Linked DNA regions of Mus musculus: region 2 is linked to region 1. Evidence: chromatin contacts called from public Hi-C data. All regions are on one chromosome and are shown on one strand. The core of a region is the stretch at or near the end of the contact, and the rest is flanking DNA. Distances in the headings are between cores, read along the strand shown.

Region 1 (2,700 bases), core at 38-2,537:
GTGACTTGGCCAAGGCCAGAGTGACTCAGGGACAGAAGGCTGAGTGATATGGAATTGATAGTGTTAGGCTGAACCCCTGCTCTTCCCCTGTACAAGCTGGGAAACCCAGTCTACTCTCCTTCCCTGATCCCCAACCGCGGAGTGAAAACTCCACCTCTGTCTTGGAGAAAACTCCGGGCTAACATGTCAGCATTTCCTGGAACCCACCCAAGAGTGGCTGCCAGGGGATCAGTTTTTAACCAGGTATGGGCAACAACCCCATCTCCTAACCAACAAGTAATCACTCCTCACCAAAACTCTATAAAGTCACGTTGCTTAAACCTGGGTGTTTGACTTCACTGACCTCCACCTGTGAGACCAGCGAACTCCCCTTAGAGCTGCCTCCTGATAACTATGCCTTTACCTACTTTTAATCTGGTCTAATCTGGCCTATGTGTTGGTCACCATAGGAAACGCCTATCGGATCCAGTTACCATTCCAACGTGTTTTTGGGTTGTGAATTTTTTTTTAATGCAGCATTTTTTTCTTGGGGTAAAAATGTCTTCAAACCTCAGATTCATTAGTTTACTTTTTTTTCCTTCCTCTTATTCTCTGCCTACTACCACTACTTCCTTCTTTAGATATCGTTTGTCATTCCATTATTTTCTTTTCTTCAGTGAAAACGTGTTAGAAATATATTGTATACACTCTTAAAATTGGAAAAAAAAAATCCATCCACAACTCCAGTGCTAGACAATTCTCTTTCTTTTAGCATGTTGTAATTGTTTTTTACCATACATTGATCCATTTTTCTCTTAGTGAAGCCATTATGACTAGGCTAGTTTATATACTGACAGTTTTATTTTCCAGGTGATTATCAGCCTTTTTTGTCCTTGCAAATCTTTGCTTCATACTGATACATGTTAATTTGGGGCTATATCCGAGGGCTACTGAAATCGTTTTAAAAATCTGCTATATTCCAACGGCCCCTGGAACAGTCCATACTTCCAGACAAAAGAGGATGCTGTATAAGGACGTGTTTGCTCCAAGTGGACACTAAAAACACAGACTTGGGTTTCCCACCTGTCAAAACGTCTTTGTGGCTGAGAAGGGAGCTGTGTAACTTGTGTGGGGTCAGTGGGTCATGGATAACTTTGGGTTTCTTGTCCTCCTTAAAGATGGTCCTCTTCATTTGGCTCCGCTGTGCCGCTCTCGGCTCGCCTCGTTGGAGCCGCCAGGGGGCGCTGTGGCCCGGGAGCGTGGCGGCGGCGTATCGCAGACCCTCCCCCTGCGTGCCGGCACCGCCCTTTCCCAGGCTCCTTTGCGGGTAAACAGACATGGCCGGCGAGGGAGATCAGCAGGACGCTGCGCACAACATGGGAAACCACCTGCCGCTTCTGCCTGGTAACCTCCGGGACGGGCGCCTGGCCGTGGGTGGAGACCGAGGACCGGGGCCGATCCCGCAGGGAGGACGGGGACAGCTACTCGGGCGCAGCGGCCGGTGGGAAGCCTCCCGTGTGAGCCTCGCCCTCCGCAGCTCTGCGCTTTCCTCCCGGCCTGTCTCCTGGGCTGTCGGGGATGTTGGGGCCACGGACTTTGGTTTCCCAGAGCAGGGACCCCCATTCCTTTCCATCTTTCTCCCAAGCCGGCCTCCCTGAAAATTTTGTGGGAGTAGGCGAAGTTGAGAACCGGGTGACATTAGCAGCCGTTACTTTTCCTGCTCATCTGCTTTCTCATAAGACTGACAGCTAACATGCAGTAGGCATTTGCACGTCGTGGGCCCCGCAGTGAATGCTTTGCGTGCATTTCTGCTTTTATTATTACACCTGTCATCTGTCCAGAGCCTTGCTTATGGAGGAGAAACTTATCGACGGGTTGTTAAATGTATACCATCCAGTGACGTGGAAGGTCACACAGTTGCAGATAGGGCTGCGCGGTGTACTGATCTGCCACCACAGCTGGTATCTCTTAGCTATCTCTCTGTGGAGGTAGTTATTTAGCGGTTTTTCTCAGGTCTGCAAATAATATGCCTACTTTTAGGGTACTCAGGAGAACGGTATTACCGATTTCTCCTGCTTACTTTATGCCTTTATGGTTTATGACAACTTATGTTGCAGTATTGAATGCTGAAAGTGGATGAACTAGTGGTACGGACTGTTCTTAGAATGCTGTAGAAACACAGACTATTGCCAGAGCCTTTTGGTTGTAGTTAAAAGCCATGCAGTCTGTTAACCTTGTTTGTAGGAAAAACATCAGTCGGCTACTTTTAGGAGGGTCACAGTTAGGATAAGGCTATTGAGAATAATTACAATCACAGGTGCAGTTCATTTAGAGCCATATAAGCAACTGCTGCTGGGTGTACTGGGTTTGTGTTTTTTGCTGGATTGGATACCAGGCACTCCCAAATCCTCTGAGCTATGTCTCCAACTCCTGCTGTGATTTTCATGGGTAGGGATTATTGTGGGATTTGAAAATCTTGTGATGGAGATTCACTTAGGGTTCATTTGTGGACTAGGTTAGTCCTACATTGTTGAAACCGTGCATCCTTAGTCATTTCAGTTAGGAACTTTTTTGTGTGGGGTGTGAAGAAATAATTTCAGGTTTCAGTTTGTTGCCTCAGAAGGTGTGCTTCAGGTGTGAATGTGTTCCTTGGTGGTAGTGTAGACAGAAGAAGAAATGCTGGGTGCAGGGCCAGTGCATAGAAAGCACCTTTTCTGTAAG
Region 2 (2,700 bases), core at 98-2,597, 660 kb before region 1:
CAGCTCAAGGACTACCTAGGGCATTGGTGAAGGCCAGGAAGCAAAGTTCAATTTTGCTTAGGTATTTGGCAAGCCATTGCTTAAAGACTCCTATAATAAAATATTGAGAGAAAGCACACAGATCCATTCGCAAGGACAAGTTTTAGACGTTCGTTATACGGGATGCCACGGTTCCAGGAGGCTAAATTTCCATGAACTTTTCTCCTTGGGACTCCATCCAGGTTTCTAGGCCTGTCATGAGAGTCACTACTGGAGTGGATGTAGCAGGGGAGCTTCCACATTTCAATTGCCTGTTGTCCCCAATCCAGTCAAGTTGACACCAAATGACCTGTCACGCTCATCACCTAGATTCTGTAAAGAGCTTGGTTAAAGTGTGTTTGTATGCTTCCGAGGGAGCAGGCACTTCCCTTGTCCGTTCTATGTTTGTTCAGCTTTGTTGCTAAATGTGTTAATAGCAACATATGCTTCCTGTGACTTCCATATCTTTTTTTCTAGACACTCTTTGAGATGTTCATTATATACATCTGAATATTTTCTCAAATTCTATCATTCATGTATCATCATTTTAATAGTACAGGTAATATTTTTAGTTTTAGTTAGTCTGCCTGACATTTTTAGTTTAATTGAAATGACTTTAAAAAAAACTTAAATACATCTTAGTATTTTTTTCTCTAAGAGAACTTAATCTGAAACATCTTGAGGTCAAAGGGAAGTAGTACTGGATTTAATACATATAAAAATAAGTTGACTTCTGTACAATCAGATAACTTACAATATGCTTGAATATACACATTGCTGCCTTGTTTTATTGAGTTAAATGAAGTAAACTGGGACAGATATTAATGTATACTGTGCAGTTAGTATAGGCCAGACATATAGTATCCCTTCATTTGTTTTCTCAGTTAGTACTCTGAAGCTCACAAAACTTTCTGGGTTCAGTGTTTCTTTTATAATTATTTTCTAAAAGGAAAGTTACAGAGAGTCTTTGCCTGAAGTTAAACGCTCAGTGGCTATCAATGTTAGGGCTTGAGTTCATATCCTTATGCATTCAAATGCCAAATTTTGCCAACTGGGCCACAGAATGAAATATTCTATTTGTCTCAGAGGAAGTAACTACTTCTGAAGGCTTGAATGTGTGTGTGTGTGTGTCTGTGTGTGTGTGTGTGTGTGTGTGTGTGTGTGTGTGTGTGTGTGTGTCTGCAGTAAGCTTTTTAGAGACAACAAATATGTAGTTTGGAGACAACAACCATTGTCTCCAAACAGCTTACTACTGATTAGAACAGCTGTTTCCTCATTGGTAAAGGCTCTTATGCACTCTCATCAGACAGCTATGTTGACAGATATCATGTGGCAGGTGTACCATAACCAAAATTCCTTTCTCCTGAGAAATGTCTTGGTCTGCGATCAAGCATGAGCCATGCTAGACACAAATAACAGATGTAACTATAAAAGTCTGGGACAGGTGGGGTAAATGGATAAGAACAGTTTCTTCTCTAATCCTTTAAAACCTTCATGTACTATTTAAAAAGAGTATTGTATACCAAGCAGGGAAATGAGGGTGTAACTGAGGGGAAGGGGAAGGAGTTACTTGCTTCCTCAGGAGGGTGGAAAATCTGCAAAGCCATCTAGTTCCTTTGGCAAGCCATGTGATATTCTCCTTACCCTTTTGTCTACAAAGTTTCAATATAGCATTTTCCAAGGAGATCTTTAATGACTAGAAATGACCTATAACATCTTTTAAAAATAGTTGGAGAGATATATCAGCCACTAAGAGTACTTACTGCTCATCCAAAAGACCTGGATTTAGTTCACATAACCTCCTTCATGAAGCTAATGCCTACCTGTAACTCCAGTTACAGGAGGACCCAATGCCCTCTGGCCTCTGCAGGCTCCTGTACTCTTGTGGTAAATGTAAATCCATCCAGGCACACACATACACACATAAATTAAATAAATAGACATTCATTTGATGGATATAAATAAAAATTTAAAAATAGAAGGATAACATGGCCAAATAAACAGTCCATATTATATATTCTCCCCCCTTTTGAATTTTATTTTATTTTATTTTATTTTATTTTATTTTATTTTATTTTATTTTATTTGTTTTTTGGTGGATGCTCCTGAGTGTATGTGCATCAAGCACATACAGTATTTGCAATGACTGAAGAGGCTATCAGATCCCCTAAACTAGAGTTACAGGCAACCATGAACTGCCAAATATGGCTGAACTCAAGTCCTCTTCAAGACAAATAACTGCTCTTAACTGTTGGGCTATGTCTCCAGCCTTCCTCACATAGTTTGTATCTGGCCTCATGTGGCCTATCTTAGTCATGACTCCTGGCTCTGGTTCCCCTCCTAGTTCATCACTTTCAAATTAGACTGTAGACACAAACCTCCTTCTGGGTTTCAGGATCCTGCCTTTTTAATGCTGGTGGGTCCAGTAATGAGCACAGAATCCAACAAGGCTTTCTGGCTAAAGGTGTGATCAGGTTACTATGGCCTATCTTTAAAAAAATATTATTGATTCTTTGAGAATTTTACAAAGTGCGTTTTGATGATATTAAACCCTATCTCTTCTATGTTTAACCCCACCTTCCTATTACTCTAACTTTAAATCCTTTAAAAATTAATACCCATCAATCTGAATTTCTACTCTCTATATACACCTGGGTATAGGGTCTACTGGAACATGGTTAA

Evidence for each region. A called contact is a pair of places that touch in the nucleus more often than the background predicts.
Region 2: a Hi-C map of myocytes shows a contact between it and region 1, with 4 times the contacts expected there. The contact joins the enhancer-like site here to the promoter of Crbn in region 1. A contact is called at or near these places in 1 of 39 promoter capture datasets (embryonic stem cells), 4 of 484 Hi-C or Micro-C datasets (the C2C12 cell line, cerebellar granule neurons, muscle stem cells and 1 more) and 1 of 115 datasets of contacts at active chromatin or transcription factors (craniofacial prominence).

Annotation. Positions count from the first base shown.
Region 1 is chr6:106,798,674-106,801,373 of GRCm38.p6, reverse strand. Crbn (cereblon) reads left to right here and starts at 1,287. Exons shown (of 11, transcript NM_175357.3): 1 at 1,287-1,383. The coding sequence starts at 1,317.
Region 2 is chr6:107,458,073-107,460,772 of GRCm38.p6, reverse strand. No RefSeq gene overlaps it. Among named protein-coding and RNA genes, the nearest start is that of Lrrn1, 70 kb to the left of the region's middle. Within about 2 kb of position 1,347, at least 4 of the 459 cell types and tissues checked have an H3K27ac peak or open chromatin away from gene starts, as enhancers often do. A contact at or near this core is called in muscle stem cells and myocytes, where this site is marked.